Linked DNA regions of Mus musculus: all the other regions are linked to region 1. A link is a contact called in public HiChIP or PLAC-seq and promoter capture Hi-C data. All regions are on one chromosome and are shown on one strand. The core of a region is the stretch at or near the end of the contact, and the rest is flanking DNA. Distances in the headings are between cores, read along the strand shown.

Region 1 (2,700 bases), core at 10-2,509:
ATAATATGGGGAAGAGACCTGGCGAGCCCGGGTTACAGCCTCCCCACTGGTGATAAGGGACGGAGAAGAATGAGTGGTTTGACTTTTGGGGAAACGTGGGTTGGGGAAGTCCAGGATAAGGCTTTGGGATGGATGTACGTGGATTAAGCAGAGGGGTCGCAGTTTGTCTGTTTCTTTACCTTCTGAGTCGGAAGGCGGCAGGGAGCCCGGGTCCATGAGCTTTCCCTGCGGGACCATCAGCGCTTCGCCCAAGCTCCCATTTCCGGGAGATTTCTGCTGGAAGGAGGGGGGAAGAATGCCCCCGAATCACCCTGAGGAGTCTAGCTTGGGGTTGGGGGTGGGGTCCCGGGGTGGCTCAGGGGCCAGGCGGTCCTGGACCCACTGAGACCCCCCGGGAGGGGGCTGCGGGGCGAGTAGGGGCGGGGTGCGGGGCGGGGGCGGGCGTGGAGGCCGGCGCGGCGCTCACGCTGCAGAAGGTGTAGGGCACTCGCTGGTCCAAGTATCCGCCTTTCATCCTCCGCTCCATCCGGCCGCTCCCTCCGGCCACAGGGCCGGGCCCCCGCGCGGAGGCAGAGACCTGGGAGGGGGGAGGCAGTTCGCACACGGTCCCGGGAGCGCTGCGGGGGGGAGGGGGCGATCGCGAGGCTTTGGATCGGACAGCGAAACTTCTCCGACTCGCTGGGACCTGCGCGGCCGAGCGCCTCCACCGCCACTCCTCTCCCGCCAAAGGAGGTCCCACCTGCTCCCTTGAGCTGGGGTTGGTGTGTCTGCTTTCTGCAGCCCTGCTCAGCCCGAACTGGGTTACATAAGACGTGTGTGTGCGTGTGTGTGTGCGCGCGTGTGTGAGTGTGTGTGTGTGTATGTGGGCGCGCGCGCGCGGCGCACACCATTCGCACGCCCATAACTCAGGCGCCCCCTCCAGCCTCGAATCCCGACGCCTCCCACCCCCGCCCCGGAATGTGCGGAAGCGGGCGCCGAACAGAGAGAGTGTGGTGTGTGGGAGATGAAGCGGGGAAATCACAGACACTCTCCCTTCCTTCCCCTTCCGCAGCTTCACCTGAGGTCCGGGCGTCTGTGCCGGAGCCGCGGGGGGATGCTCAGCATGCCCGGGGGATGACACAACTAAGGTGGCGGGGCTAGGCCGGAGCGAGGCGGCCTGAGCCCCGGGTCCCCAGAGCCCCGGCTTGTTTTCCGGGCGCAGCAGACAGTTGTGAGCCCGGGGGAGCAGCTGATTGGTGCATTTCCTTTGCCTTGGCCTCCGTTCTCGCTCTTCCCCCGCCCCTCCCCACCGGTTCCCTTTGTTTCATTGACTTTTGTGAATGAAACCCCAGGGCCGGGCACGCCCGCCAATCCTCAGACTCGGCTAGCTGAGCTTGAGGGAGGAGTTTCCCAGCCACGAAGACCAATCAGAAAGTAGGGGCTGGCTCCTGGCTTCATTCACTTTTTGGACTTCCATTCATAAAAAAATAAACTCCTTTCGGCTTTAGTTCATTCATAAAGAATTGAGAAAAAAAGACGGAAGCTGAAGACCCGGCAGCTTCTCCACGGGTTCCAACCTGGGTTTTGGGTCTAAGGACCCCTGAGCTCCTTCCGCTGGCGTTAGCTCACGCCTCTGTGCATCTATACTTACGTGGGAGTGTGAACACGTCTGTGTGCCCTGGGGGGAGGGGGAGGCAAACGGACTTGTGCGCCCAGAGGAACCATAATAACTAGCATTTATGAAGCGCTCTGCCTCCACGTGCTAATTTCCTTCCCATAACGTGGTGCTGCGGAGCGGTTTCCATTTTACTTTACAAATGAAAATGGAAGAAAGCTAAGAAAGACACCATGGCCTCCTCACCTGAGGTAACTCAGCTTGTCACTGAGGGGCATTAGCGTTTCAAAGCCACCAAGGTCTTCTGTGCAGCCCTCTGAGACCCCGAGCTACTTGAAAACAAATGGAGGCACAGTTGGTGCTCAGTAAATGTAAACTGGCTCAAACCGGCTTTCTCACGGGTCTGTGATCTGTAGAGTTGCTTATTCTGTGACCCGCTTTATCATTCATTCGAGGCTTTGCCAACAAGAGGCTCAAGGATGTCTCTCTCGCTGCCATCTTACTCCTTATGATAGGAAGCAGAAATCCCAAGTGACTTGGTGATCAAAAGACAGGATGGGTTCCAATTTTGTCCAAGAGGTTGATCTTAGTGTTTGTCATTCGAGCATCACTGCCTTCAGTAAATATCTGCTGTGTCAGACATGGTGCTGGGCGCCAAGCAAGTGTGAGAAAGACTACCTCCCTTGGGATCTGGGTTGCTTTAGATGCCGTCACAAGGACCCACAGGCCCACAGGGCTGCTTTCAAAGTTCATCTGTCTAACCAAACAGTACTTCTGAGAAAGAAAAGGTGCATGCAATCTCTTCCAGCCTGTAGGAGTCAGAGAAGGGACAAAAACCTTAACCCCCTGGCACCTGAACTGGGCTCTTTCTGCCACACAAACTCCTCCCCTTTACCTACCAAACTGTTCTTTAAAGTTTGAACCTGCTGCCGCTCTCCTCTAGGGACCCCCCTTTTCATGAGAGCCTGGGTCAGTCCATATATATGGTGAGGTATCTTTCATTCTCTTCCCTGTTAGAGAAATCCCTATATAGTTATGGGGATCTCTGCGGGGGCCCAGAGGAGGACTCCTTCCTTGAGCCTCGCTCGCACTCAAGAGTTGCACAA
Region 2 (2,700 bases), core at 74-2,573, 500 kb after region 1:
CTCTGACCGCCACGTTTGGGCTGTAGTGCACACATCTACATATACTCAATCAATAAATAAAATGTAATACATTTCTTAAAGTGACCAAGACCATCAAAACACTGGGTTAATCTCATGGTGGTGCCCAGATGGGAAAGATCATCCACTACACTGGTTCTCTGTAAAGTTATTTTTGGTGCTACTTCACAACTGTAATTTTGCTACTCTTATGAATACTAATATAAAATCCGATATGCGACCTCTGAATGAGTCGTTAGACTCAAAGGTTGAGAAAGGCTGCTTGCTCTTCTACATAGTGAATCAACAATCAAACAAAACCAAAAAAAAAAAAAAAAAAAGGAAAAACTAATCCAGGGTGATAGACTTGGAGAGATGGTTCAATGGTTAAGAGCACTTGTTCTTCTTGCCAGAAGACCTGAGTTCTCTCCCCAGCACTCAAGACTGGCGATTTACAACCTCTTGTAACCCTAGCTCATGGAGATCCAATGCCCTCTTCTGGGCTCTGCAAGTACCCACACACGCGGCATACACATAGAAACAAGTAAAAGAAAAAAAATCCTTTCTTAAGAAGGCACTCTATTTGTTTTTTGTTTGTTTGTTTGTTTTTCGAGACAGGGTTTCTCTGTATAGCCCTGGCTGTCCTGGAACTCACTACTTGTAGACCCGGCTGGCCTCGAACTCAGAAATCAGCCTGCCTCTGCCTCCCAAGTGCTGGGATTAAATGCGTGTGCCACCACTGCCCGGCTGAGGGCACTGTATTTGTATCTCTTTAAAATGCCTTCCCGCTTCATTTATTAAAGCTATACGAGGTAGAAATCTTCAAGTACTTAAGACTTTAATTTGTATTCTTGCCCATCTCCTCGAGGAACAACTGTCTTAGAAGTCAAAAATAGCAGACTTTACCGCTCCCAACCTTGGAGCCTGGTGTGCATTGGCGAAGCAGTAATGAATCTCATTAGCTCTGGAGCTAGAGAACCAAACCGGAAGGAAAAACCAGGCGGGAAAGAAGGAAACCTAGCGGCGGGTGGACCAGGAGAGCTTGCCAGGGCAATCGTCTAAGCATGAAACCACGCCCCCCACAAACACCTTCCCCCGCCTCTTCTCTTTTGGCCCCGCCTCCGACCTCCAGGAGGTCCGAGGCCACGCCTAATGGGCGTGGTCTTACTGCCGGAGGTCCGAAATCCCGCCAACAATGACTCCTCCCCTTCTGCCGCGGCGCAACCTGGCCCTTTTATTTAAAGATTACGTTTACGTCAGTCCGCCTTACGTAGCTTTGCGTCATCAGTACAAGGCGGGGAGGCGGGACTTCCTGTCCTGGATGTTAACAGCTTCCGAGAAAAGCCGGAAGAGATCGGACCCTGGACAGAATCCTGAGTTGCCAGCCCCTCCCCTGACCCCTACGGAAAGAGAACTACAAAGACTGTCCTGGCGAAGTCAAAACATTTATCCTGGCTTTGTCAGGTGAGGCTTTCCTTCCCCATCGAGGCACAGTAACCATCCAAACCCCCTTTAATCTCCCATGACTCCTCGCGTCCTCAAGCTCCGCCCCCTCTCCTCTGCCCCGCCCCGAAGTTTGAGGGGTGTGGATGGTTTGTGACCCCCCTACCTCCCGACCCTCGCTTCTTCACCTGACCCTAAACCATCACTGTCCCGGAGAGTCGGGCTTGGGCACTGCGACCGAAACCCGGAAGCTCCTCGGCTCGGGGGTGGGGTGGGGGGTGCTGATGGACTCCACTGCCAAGGGAATAGGACCTTTCAGACGCAGAACCTTCACCCCAGAAAAAAGCACGGTCGGGGACGACTCCCCACAGTGCGGTCAGGATCGTCCACAGGCTGAGGAGAAAGCCGAGGCCTTGGTCAGACAGATGCAGGTCCCCTATCTGGCCCCTGCCCGCGGCAGTTCCTTGTGTCCTCCGCTTCCATCTGTCTTTGCCACAGTTTCCTTTTGTGTACATCACGGTTCCTGACACTAACCTGACCAACAGGGGTTAGTTATGGGAGTGAGACGTAATTGCTATCATTTGTTTATTGAACAGTGTTAATTATTTTTGCTTCGATGATTTCACGTCTTCTTCAAAACAACCTTATGAGGTAGGTAACCATTTTAAACCCCACTTTACTGTTGAGAAAGCTGAGGCTTTGAGAACGTTGCTGGACATTGCATAGCTAGAAGAGGGGCTAGACAGTGACCCAGAATCGCTTCCCTGACTCCAGGGCCAATCTGTGTAAATAAGGCTGTGGAAACGCTTCTGAGAGTGTTGGTGTGTTCTACAAATATTCCTTGAGCAGCTACTGTGACATTGCATTAAGAGCTTCAAACAAAGAGAACTACCCTCGGTTCTTATCTTCCAGGAGTCAATGAAGAAATGGACAGGTTATGAGTGTAATGATGTTTTGTGGGTGCTGTGAGAGTAGTCTGATGATGATAATCACCAGATGGATTTGCCCAGAGACAGCTGTGAACGTAGATTCTCCAAGGAAAAGAGACGGTACTCCGAGGAATATGCAGAGAGCCTCCAATGCTTTCTCAGAAGCCGCAGAGAGGGAAAACCTTCATAGCACAAGACAGATTGAAAGAAGGATAGTGGGAACCGTTGGGAAGTATTTCCAAATAATTTCTACTTGGGCAATGGTTTTCTTGAAGCTGTCTCGTGTAGCCTTAGGCAGCCTTGAACTTGCTAAGTAGTGGAGACTTGTCTT
Region 3 (2,700 bases), core at 4-2,503, 260 kb after region 1:
AAGGGGAAACAAGCCACTGATTAACTTTTGCAAGTGTCCAGCAAGACAAAGCGCTCGGTTCAGGGGACCCGCCTTTCAAAGCAGCTGACCCAAAGCTCCCGCAGAGCTCAGCTCAGCCCTGCTGAAGCCGCCGCCCTGTGGCCAATGACGGTACTGCATCCCAGACAATGGGATGCTGATCAGAAGGGCTATATAATTGGTCTTTAAATTTTTTACCCTTCACACTTCAGCAGTGTGAAGAGAAGAAGCTTACAGATCTCCCACACCCCAAAATAATGGCTCATATGCATATGAAACAAGTTCACGTGTTTAAAATAAAGAAGGGCCGACAAGATGGCCTTTACAAGCCTGATATTCTCAGCTGGATTCCTGGACTCTATGAAAATGTTGAAGGTGGACTCTATAAAGTTGCTTTCTGAAAATATAATTTTAAATTTTTAATAAACTAAAAATAGAGTGTTGGAGAGGTGGCTCAGCGGTTAAGAACACAGGTTGTTTTTCCAGGACCCTGGTTCTATTCCCAGCACTCGCATGGTGGCTCATAGCCATCTGTAACTTCAGCCTCAGGAGATCCAGTGCCCTCTTCTGGCCTCTGTGAGAACTGCGTACACAGGGTGCACAGACACGCAGGCAAACCATCCATGCACATGAAAAATAAATACAATGAAAATAATAAGCTTAAATTAAGATGCTAAAAATAGGGATATAGTTTAAAATATATTATCAGTGATTTACTAATTAACAAATAAGCTTCCATATTTAGTACTTTAATACTCAGATCCAGGGGCAGGTCAAAAAACTAATAATTTCCCAAATAGTGAAGTATTTGGGGATATCAGCAATGACTGGTTGTTCCAGGGTTTGTGATTCTTATAGTAGCAGTGTCAAGTTATGCACACCTCTGAGAATTATTTATTTATTTATTTATTTATTTTGAGACAGGGTTTCTCCGTATAGCCTGGAACTCACTCTGAAGACCAGGCTGGCCTCGAACTCAGAAATCCACCTGCCTCTGCCTCCTAAGCTCTGGGATTAAAGGCATGTGCAAAAGGAAAAACAATATATCAGAGGTTCCCAAAGGCCATGATGAATTACACAGGCAAATCACAGATTAAGGCTAAGTAGGGGCTGGAGATTGGGTGGGTCTGCAACCTGTGGTAACTGGCACTGGGTAGAAGGGGGAAAAGAGTAAAGGAAAAAGCAGAAGGCCCTCCAAGGCGGAGCTGAGCTCGATGGCCCGCCCCCCACCCCTCCCTTCCTGGCTCCAGCCCGGCAGAAGCTAAAGCTCAGAAGAGCTCCCAATTGCAGGCAACTGCAGTGTCCAGCACCCACCATGAGGCCTCTGGTCCTGCTATGGGGCTGCCTGGTGCTCCCAGGTGAGAGGGGTCAGAGGTGGCTGGGATGGAGGGGCTTACAGATGCAGGCCTGAGCACGCTCTTGTGGTCTGTGGTTATGCCTTCCCTCCACACCATGAGGAGGTGGGGTGGGGTGGGGTGGAATACATCCCTATTTCACAACCCATCTGCAGCCCAGCAGCCCTGAGCTCAGCACTTGCTGCTCTTGCACCTTGAGCCCAGGGTCTTTCTCCCTTGGGTTCCCTGGCTCTGCAGAACCTCTCTGACCACAGGGCAGCAAGCATACATCCACTTACCCTGTTAGCTCAGCTAACTTGGTTGAATACCTACTAAGTTTGCTTTTTCTTTCTTTGCTTTCATTTTTTTCTTGCTTTACTTTTTAATTTTATTATTGTTAGTATGTGTGTGTCTGTGTATGTGTGTGTGTGAGAAAGAGAGTATGTGTGGTATATGCATGTATATAATATATATGTATACACACATACATACATACGCATATACACATATACATACACACACATATACATACATATACATATTTATAAAATGTGCGTTCATTGCAAGAGGGCAAAGGGCTGGACAGTAAGTAACCACACTGTCACCCACAGGGAGCAAAGCTTTCTTTACTTTTGTAATTTTTTTATCCTTTCTTTCTCCTTGGCAATGCTTGGGGGAGGGGTGGAACCCAGGCCCCGGAGCATGCTAAATGAGTGCTTTGCCACTAAGCTATATCCCTAGCCTTCTCTCCATTTTATGCTTCAGACAGACTGGCCTTGAACTTGCTCTGATTCCAAGTAACTGAATCAAGAGCACCCCCCCCCCAGGCTGGGTTCATCAGGACACATCTTATAACTAACATCGCATCTTGTAACTGACAGACATCACATCTTGTAACTGACATCAGTTGCTCAGTTGGCCATGTTTGCTTGGTTTTCCCTTAAAAATATATAACATTAACTCACACTGTTTTTAAGGGTTTTGTTACATGTGTTTATCATGTGTGTGTGTGTGCATATATGAGCACACATTAGTCCATGAATGCTGTAGTACATGTGAGGAAGGTCCGTGTACAACGTTTGGGAATCTATTCTCTCCTTCCTGAGGATCGAACTCAGGTTGTCAGGCTTAGCCGCAAGCTCCTCTACCCCTCGAGCCATCTGGCCAGCCTGACTTGTGTCTCTCAAATAACATGTTTGTTCTAAGGTTCCCCAGAGGAAGGGAGAACCCTGGGGGTCTATGGTTTGCCCAAGATGTTCTAACAAGAACGCCTCCCTTCATCCCCATGAAATGGGAACTTCTGCTCTCGGCCTGGTACTTGGATCCGTGGAAATCCCATCTCCTTTCA
Region 4 (2,700 bases), core at 9-2,508, 320 kb after region 1:
AGCTCCCTGTAATGAAAGAAGGGAATCATGAGGAAGGACAGTCCTTGTACCCCAAGACCTTGTTTTCCCTTACTCCGCCTCCTCTGGATCCCCCCCTTTCCACACCTGCCTTCAGCTCCAGGGCGCAGAGCAGGGAATCAAGCCAACTGGGGGGCTGGTGCAGGGGGAGAGCTGCACTCCAGGAAGTCCACCTGTGTTCTCCTCCTCGGCTCTCTTCCCATACCTGGGAAGGAAGACAGCTGGGATAAGTATAGTTCTCACTGTCAGTCACCTGCTTTGTATCCCCCACGTAGACGCTTTCCTGCCCACGGCCCATGGATCCAAGCCACTCAGAAGTATTTTTTTCTCAGAGCAGGCATTGAAGAGACTAGGGTTAAAGAGCTCTCTCTCTCTCTCTCTCTCTCTCTCTCTCTCACACACACACACACACACACACACACACACACACACACCACCCTACCTAGGCCTGGTCAGTGTGTTGATGTATCTGCGGAGCTGAGTTTCATATTGTGCCATCTGCTCAGGTGTCGCATAGTCGCCTGGGTACATTGGCTCCAGGGGGGCTCCCCAGGTCCCCTGCAGGGGCTGCAGCAGCAGAGCCACCCAAGTGGATACGAGAAACAGGGAGAGGCAGCAGTATGCGACGGCCATCTAATGAACAAGGAATCGTGGAAGCAGAACACAGCCCATCAGCAGATCCTCCTGTGTCCAAGACCTACCTGCCCAGCCACCACCTACCACACATTTCTTCAAGCCAAGCCTGGGGACAAGGGCAGACCCAGGAGCCACCAGCATCAACCACCTTCCTTCCCTAGAAAACAGGACACCTCCACATACACACCCCTCAAGCCAGCAGCCAGAGTACCCAAGCCTTGGCAACATAAAAAAACAGCAGAAGAACTAGGTATGAAGGCTGGATACACAGGACTTAGGACACTGATGGCTCTGAGGAGGCAGGAGTAGCCAGAGCTGGTGGGAACCACAGGGTGGGGGACACAGAATTAACTTGTAAAGCAAAGGGACAGAAGTCTATGACACGGTGGGTCCTGCTTTCCACTGACAGGTTTGTCCAGATGCAGAGAAAGACCCAAGGAGGACTTTAGGTCCCTTGAGGGATCCAGCCCTACGAAGCACCAATTCCGACCCTCCATCACCAGCCTCAACCCAAGGAGTCCCCAGAGGCAGGACAGAGTGAGCTCACTTACCCTGTGTGCTGAGCTAGTGAGTGTTGGGCCCAGACACCTACCTCCTGCTGGACTGTCTCCCTGTTCATGGCTGTGCCCCTTTATAGTCCTCAGCACCCCCAGAGTCCCCGCCTCCTGTCAGCCTTTCTTGCTGCCAGCCTTTAACCACCACCACCCCCCTTTTGCTCTCTGCCTGGTTTCTGAAACACGGGCACTGTGGCCAGAAACAGGAAAGCACCAGGTCAGCATTCTAGATGTCGGAGGAGCACAGAAGAAAAAACTGGACCATGACAAGGTCTCATGGGGGTCCGTATCCAGCTTTGGACACCAGAAGAGGTTTGATTCATAAATGACAGGATCCTGACATGGTAACCCAAAGGTTCTAGCCACTAGCCTCAGCATGGCCTCCCCAGAGACAACCCCAGTCGCCAATAGGCTTTCCTTGGGGTCTGGATAGAAGCTGAAGCTAGGCTTTACCCCTACCATGAGGGATGGAATTCGGGCCTTCAATCCAGCTAGATCAAGGAAGGGACAGAGATGTCTCACATCCTAAAGCCACTTGGAAGGGAGTGGAGAAAGCCATTTGATGCGTGTATCGAATGCCAGCTTAGGTCCTGTGGGCCAGGGTTCAGAGGCCACAGGGTTCGTGGGGAAGGGACAGTTCCTGGCAGCTGTTTCCTTTCCCAGCACAGAGCTCTGTCCCAGGGGAGTGCTAAAAACCAGCATCACTTATAAGCTTCAAGTTGCCCCCCAAAAAATGCCATGCTGTCGTCCCACTGAACCCCTACAAGGGAACCTATTTAACAGACAAAAAGTGGGGAGACTACCAGAGGAGGGAACGCTTGTCCAAGACTCAGGGTCAGCCTTCACTTCCTCCCCTGAGAGATTCTTCTGGTGCCACTGCGTGACAGGAGAAGCCACTTGTCCCTTTCATGTTCAGTGTCCTTTTCCCAGACAGACCTCCACCCTGCTCAAGCCAAGAGCAGTCACTGGCTCTGTTTATTTTGACCCCTGTGAAGGGAGCAAGGGCCTCTCTCTCTCCCGATGTTCTGCTCTCAGGACAGAACAAGAATCATCACCGCGGGCTCTGGGAACGCAGGAAGTGAGAGGGGAGAAGGTGACAGCAGGCATCTGTCCTGATAAGGTTAGAGGTCAGATAGGCCTAGCTCCAATTGAAGTCCGCGTCACTGCCCTCCTGTTGGGAGCATGATCCAATTAGAGCTCCTAGGGTTCGATTTCTTACTCTGTAAGGTGGGCTCATTGCATCCATCCCCAGACTTGAAGAATCAAAGAGCCTTTTCCTCTCGGCTCTCATTTAAGGTAGCAAGAAGAGCACCAGCCGCTCAAAGTAAGTAGAGTTCATTTCTCAGCGATCCTGGCCCCTTCTCTGGGCTCAGGTTTCCCACTATGCAAAACCAGTGGCTAGTTCCGACTCGAGCCTCATGGCTGCCACCAGGGGGCGCCTGGCTCCGGCGCCGGTTTTAAGGATCCGGGTTTCCAGGGGCTCTAAACCTTG
Region 5 (2,700 bases), core at 169-2,668, 340 kb before region 1:
TCAACATACACATAACTGAAAATAAGTCCTTTAAAATGAACTGAAAAGGGGGCTGGTGAGATGGCTCAGTGGGTAAGAGCACCCGACTGCTCTTCCGAAGGTCCAGAGTTCAAATCCCAGCAACCACATGGTGGCTCACAACCATCTGTAACAAGATCTGACTCCCTCTTCTGGTGTGTCTGAAGACAGCTACAGTGTACTTACATAAAATAATAAATAAATCTTTAAAAAAAAAAAAAATGAACTGAAAAATATTGAAGTAATAATAAATAGGGGCTGGAGAGATGATGGTACTTAGAGCAGTTTCTGCTCTTGCAGAAGATCTGCAGAGAACCCAGGCTCAATTCCCAGCACCCACACAGTGACTCACAATCATCTGTAAAACCAGTTCCAGGGCATCCAACATTTTCCTCTGACCTCCTTGGAGAATAGACACTCATCTTGGTGCATATACATACATGCAGGCAAAAAAGCAAAATACTCATACAAAAAAATAAAAATAAATCTATCGAGGCCAGCCTGGTCTACAGAGTGAGTTCCAGGACAGCCAGGGCTACACAAAGAAACCCTGTCTCAAAAAAAAAACCAAACCAAACAAAACAAAACAAAATCTAAATCTCAACATATATGTGTGTATATATATATATATATATATATATATATATATATATACAAATATATAATATATATTTTAATTTAAAAATATATTTTAAAAGCTAGGAGTACCACATGCTTATTGTAGTCAATATCTGACATCATCGGGTTGAATGTTGGAGATAAGGATACTGTCTGATCTTTTCCATTTTTCATTTTTCATCTAACTGTGCGCGAGGAGGTCATTTTGTTTCTTTTTTTTTTTTTTTTTTTTTTTTTGGTTTTTCGAGACAGGGTTTCTCTTTATAGCCCTGGCTGTCCTGGAACTCACTTTGTAGACCTGGCTGGCCTCGAACTCAGAAATCCGCCTGCCTCTGCCTCCCAAGTGCTGGGATTAAAGGCGTGCGCCACCACGCCCGGCTGTCATTTTGTTTCTTATGGATAATAATTTTAAATTATTTAAATTAAAATAAATTGTAATTTATTTACCTATGGAAGACAGAGTCTATGTAACCTACGTTGGACTAGAACTGGAACTCTTGTCTCAGCCCCTCAAACGATGGGATTACAGGTTTATGCAGCACACACACACACAAACACACCCCCGCCCACCACTGACACACACACACACACCCACACCCCCCCACACACACACCCCCGCAAAGCCCGGTCTTACAAAGCAAAACTGTGAATTTCAGACTCTGTCCTCCTCCTAGTGGCAGAGTAGGGGACTACAGCAATGAAGGGGACAGAACAGAGCTCACATTCAGGTGTCATCCTCGCTCCTCCCTCCACACGCCGGAACCGGAACGCTCTGTTCCTGTCTGCTGCTCGTGCTGCTAATAAAGCTTGGTTCAAAAACGCAGTGCCCGACCCTCCCTGACGAGCTCCTTCCGCCAACAACTTTGACCACCAACCGTGGGGCATGGCTGGGCCTGGGAGGCGGGACAGGAAGTGAAGCCACCTCTCCGTAAGGTGAAAGGTTAGCGGAAGTGCCCTCCTTTCCTTTCTGCTGGGTGCCGGCTGCCTGCTGTCGGTGAGTAAAGGCCTGGAGAGGGTCTTGCAATCCGCCGCCATCGCGGTCCCGGGGTCGGGTTGCTGGGCTCATTCGGACTCTGAGCCTCTGGCGGCTTCACGGGGAGTCGCATCCCTCGAGCAGGACCTCCGGGCCGCGTGGCGGAGTCGGCAGCGGGTGATCTAAAGTCGCGGGCCTACGACCGGGGCTCGCAGGTAGACGTCGGCTCCGGGGCCTTCCGCTTTACACACTTGTGAGCGGCTCCTTCCTTGTCTTTGTCTCTGCAGAGATGGGCAAGTTCATGAAACCCGGGAAAGTGGTGCTGGTCCTGGCCGGACGCTACTCCGGACGCAAAGCCGTCATCGTGAAGGTACCAGACCCCCGGGGCTCTTGAGACTGCTTGCATGTGCGGATTTCGGCTGCTGGATAAGATGAGCCGGATGGGAATTTAAGATCTGTCCTAACAATAGGCACTGGCGAATGCATAATGGGTAGTAATGGTGGCCACTGTGTATTGTACATATTACAGCTGTGGTGTATAGTTCTTGCAGTAACTTAATTTCCGGCACTAAGGTTTCGAGGTGTTAAGTTACTTAAGGTCAAAGTAATGGGTGCTGCAGGCAGCTGAGAGGATGTAGGATGGGAGACACTACTTACACTTAGAGAGCATCCCCTGGGTGTGTTTGAGCGTTTTGCTACTTGCCTCTTACCAGTTTTATAAACCCTTGTGGTCCTAGCCACAAGACCACTGGCCTCTCCAGCTTCCTGCTCCTGTCATTTAGCTAGAACCGGTTAGTTAGGCTGCCCGCTTTGCAGTCTGGGCTTTAACCTTAACTAGCTTCATGGGGGAAGGTGTTAGGGGTCACTTTGAGTGTTAGCCTTGATGGACTTCTAAATCTCCTTGTGACAGGAGTCAACACTGGCTAACTCAGAGTTACTGTCCTGTTGACTCTTAGCATTAAAGGAGTAATCTAGAGATGTGGAGGGTGTATTCAGTAAACATAGTTTTACTAAGATGGGGCCGAAGCAGTAACGTGACTTTTCTTTTTCCCTTTTCTCGTCTAGAACATTGACGATGGCACCTCGGACCG
Region 6 (2,700 bases), core at 141-2,640, 400 kb after region 1:
CAGGACTCTGTTATACAGAAGAAACCCTGTCTCAAAAAACCTAAAACAAACAAACAAACAAATCTAAACAACACAATAAATAGGTAAATAGTGGATAGTCCATACCTATAATCTCAGCAATCCTAAGGTATTGGGAGTTTGAGGCCAGCCTGGGCCAGATCTACCTCAAAAATAAATAAACTAGAGCTTAATCCCAGCAGAGGGAGAGGGGCAGGTGGATCTCTGAACTTAATTAAGTCCCGCCTGGTCTCCATAGTGACAGGACAGCCAGGGATATGTCTAAACAAACAAACAAACAAAAAACATCTGTGTGAAATTTTGGCTTCTTGAAGCAATTAAAAAACACTTTCTTTATTTCATATCTTCATTTTCAACCACCCTTCAGACTTCAAGAACAAAGTTGCTTGAGACACTAAGAAATCCAAGGGTGTGGTCTCATGCCCTTGGGAGTCTCAGCACTTGGGAGACAGAGGCAGGCTGATCTCTGGATATGAGAGCTAGGCCTGGTCTATAAAGTGAGTTCCAAGATTGCCAGAGGTACACATAGAAACCATGTCTTGAAAAACAAAACAAAACTAACCAAACAAAAAGCCGGGCATGGGGCATGGTAGTGCATGCTTTTAGCCTTAAATTCCAGCACTCCGGAGGCAAAGGCAGGAGGATCTCTTGAGTTTAAGAGCAATCCCTGTCTAGAAACACTCCCCACTCCCACCTCGCCACGGACGTGCAAAGAAAGGAGGGAAAAAGAAATCAAAGAAGTATATCAACAGGCTCCTTCCTTTGCTCTAAGCAGATCTCCCCTAGGACTGTGTCCCTCCTAATAATGCAAAAACTGTAGGCGTGTGCCCTTCCTCTTTTCATGGAAATACTATCTCTTTCTTGATTTAGCTGCCCAATAAGAATTTTAAATGGCAGGAGGGTGGTAGGGGTGAGAGCAAGGCAAGTTTCTCGCACATAACATACACACACATGTTAAGCTCTGGATTCTTGAAGGAAGACGTGGATGAAATAGAATGGGAGAATCCTGAGCTAGAGACAGGTAGATGTCAACTAAGACTGTGTGCAACTGGAGGTCGGGCTTTGACTCCCTTCTCTCCAAATGGTCCAGATTTGAGAAAAATGGGTAGTGATGTTGGAAAACAGAGATCAGATCCAGAAGAAACCCTCGCCCTGGAGATTAGACATCGACTTCGCAGCAGCAGAACAAGGAACCGGGACACAGAGCTGGTTCCCAGGTTCATCGGTCCCCTGACCCGGAACAGCAGCGGGTTTCTGCACTACGCTGGCAGCCCACGTGCTAGCAACAGCGGCCACGTGGGGCCTTGAGGAAACGCCTTCGCAAAGGTTTGTCCCCTCCGCTGTCCAGTAGAGAGGAAGGCCGAGGAAGAAAGCCGGAGGAAACAGTACCAGCTACGGCTCCAACTCGCGCGTGTCAGGGACTGCGGGGGCGGGGCGGGGCGGGGGTGGGGCTTGGTTTAGACCCCCGGCGGGTAGGGCGGGGCCGGGGGCTAGAAAGGGTGGGCTCTAGAGGGCCAGCAGGTAGCCGCTTCATTTCTGCTAAGGTTCCTCGACTTGCACCCTACAACGGGCTCCAGGCTAGAGGACTCCTGATTCACCATGGAGTCCACGCTGAGCGCGGGCATCATAATGGCTGAAGCACTACAGAACCGGCTTCCCGGGCTAGAGAATATGTGGCTCTGGGTCACCTTTCTGGGCGATCCTAAGAATCTTTTTCAGTTCTGCTTCCCCGCGGCCTACTACGCCTCCCGCCGCCTGGGCATCTCCGTGCTCTGGATCACCTTCATTGCTGAGTGGCTCAACCTTGTCTTCAAGTGGTGAGACAGAGAGAAGCCTTCGGGCATCCTGGTCCCCTTATCCCTTTGGGGCCCTGATCTCCCTCAAGTAGTTACCTCAAAGGCAAACACTTTTCTACCTATTCTTATCCCCTTAGGCCCTAGTCTTCACCTCAGATCTCACAGTTCACCCATCCTCAACTATCCGGATCAGAGAAACGACTTAAGGGGCGTGTTCAACTGCAAATACAGTCTCCGCCTCAGACCTACTGATTTCGTAACTCCAAATTTAGTTGTAGTTGGAAATCTGCGTTTTAGCAGTTATTACTAGAAATGTAGGTAGCCGAAAATCTTCTTTCTTAGCTGAACATCTTATTCATCTATCCATTTGTTTGACATTAAACTAGGCACCAGTTTCATTAAGATGTGGTCCCTGGTTTAAGCTCAAAAGCAGAGTCAATGCTTGAAGACTTACTAGAAATACAGACTCTAAAGCTCCAGGCCAGATCTGCACTTTAACAAGCCCCCCACCCCCACCCCCGATTATAATGTGCCCAATGAAATTTAGAAGCCACTCAATGCCAGTCACTAAAGGGAATCCTTACCCTACCTGCAAGGAACACTTTTCTTCTCTCCCCAGTACTTAGTCTAGCTTTCTCATTCTAAGAAGCCAGTGGCCCCACACTGCTGGGCCTCCTGCAGCCCTTGGGGTTTATCTGGGCCACCGTGTTTGTTTGCTTGTTTGTTTTTCTGTCTTTTCGGAGTACAGAAGGGAGTTACTCAACACTGCTGTTGCCCAGGCTCCCCAGCCTTGAAGGAGGAAGCAAGGATCATAAAGAGACATAGAATAAGCTAACATGACAAGCTGGAAAGCAGACAATTTGTCCCTCTCCCTCCCGCCCTTCTC

What was found. Promoter capture Hi-C pulls out the DNA fragments that hold promoters and counts their contacts. HiChIP or PLAC-seq counts read pairs in DNA pulled down with a chosen protein or histone mark. Capture Hi-C pulls out chosen DNA fragments and counts their contacts.
Region 2: an HNF4G HiChIP or PLAC-seq map of pancreatic cancer cells shows a contact between it and region 1. The contact joins the promoter of Tmub2 here to the promoter of Etv4 in region 1. A contact is called at or near these places in 1 of 115 datasets of contacts at active chromatin or transcription factors (pancreatic cancer cells) and 1 of 9 other capture datasets (pancreatic islet).
Region 3: a contact with region 1 is called in a promoter capture Hi-C map of embryonic stem cells, with 2.1 times the contacts expected there. The contact joins the promoter of Cd300lg here to the promoter of Etv4 in region 1. A contact is called at or near these places in 1 of 39 promoter capture datasets (embryonic stem cells), 3 of 484 Hi-C or Micro-C datasets (cortical neurons, embryonic stem cells and forebrain), 1 of 115 datasets of contacts at active chromatin or transcription factors (embryonic stem cells) and 3 of 9 other capture datasets (adipose tissue, macrophages and pancreatic islet).
Region 4: an H3K4me3 HiChIP or PLAC-seq map of forebrain shows a contact between it and region 1, with 2.6 times the contacts expected there. The contact joins the promoter of Ppy here to the promoter of Etv4 in region 1. A contact is called at or near these places in 1 of 39 promoter capture datasets (neural stem cells), 3 of 115 datasets of contacts at active chromatin or transcription factors (embryonic midbrain, forebrain and pancreatic cancer cells) and 2 of 9 other capture datasets (liver and pancreatic islet).
Region 5: an HNF4G HiChIP or PLAC-seq map of pancreatic cancer cells shows a contact between it and region 1. The contact joins the promoter of Rpl27 here to the promoter of Etv4 in region 1.
Region 6: a promoter capture Hi-C map of adipose tissue shows a contact between it and region 1. The contact joins the promoter of G6pc3 here to the promoter of Etv4 in region 1. A contact is called at or near these places in 1 of 484 Hi-C or Micro-C datasets (embryonic stem cells), 2 of 115 datasets of contacts at active chromatin or transcription factors (differentiating embryonic stem cells and extraembryonic endoderm stem cells) and 1 of 9 other capture datasets (adipose tissue).

The regions. Positions count from the first base shown.
Region 1 is chr11:101,784,051-101,786,750 of GRCm38.p6, forward strand. Etv4 (ets variant 4) reads right to left here and starts at 1,260. Exons shown (of 13, transcript NM_001316365.1): 1 at 1,058-1,260; 2 at 467-577; 3 at 180-273. The coding sequence starts at 526. Gm39392 (a long non-coding RNA gene) reads left to right here and starts at 1,271. Exons shown (of 3, transcript XR_880221.3): 1 at 1,271-2,700.
Region 2 is chr11:102,283,628-102,286,327 of GRCm38.p6, forward strand. It overlaps Tmub2 (transmembrane and ubiquitin-like domain containing 2), which reads left to right and starts at 1,324. Exons shown (of 4, transcript NM_028076.4): 1 at 1,324-1,461; 2 at 2,037-2,091. The coding sequence starts at 2,057.
Region 3 is chr11:102,040,258-102,042,957 of GRCm38.p6, forward strand. Cd300lg (CD300 molecule like family member G) reads left to right here and starts at 1,254. Exons shown (of 7, transcript NM_027987.3): 1 at 1,254-1,376. The coding sequence starts at 1,334.
Region 4 is chr11:102,100,061-102,102,760 of GRCm38.p6, forward strand. It overlaps Ppy (pancreatic polypeptide), which reads right to left and starts at 1,259. Exons shown (of 4, transcript NM_008918.2): 1 at 1,206-1,259; 2 at 461-651; 3 at 106-223; 4 at 1-6. The coding sequence starts at 651. The coding sequence ends at 112.
Region 5 is chr11:101,440,827-101,443,526 of GRCm38.p6, forward strand. Rpl27 (ribosomal protein L27) reads left to right here and starts at 1,419. Exons shown (of 5, transcript NM_011289.3): 1 at 1,419-1,630; 2 at 1,897-1,979; 3 at 2,675-2,700. The coding sequence starts at 1,899.
Region 6 is chr11:102,188,309-102,191,008 of GRCm38.p6, forward strand. G6pc3 (glucose 6 phosphatase, catalytic, 3) reads left to right here and starts at 1,391. Exons shown (of 6, transcript NM_175935.3): 1 at 1,391-1,835. The coding sequence starts at 1,618.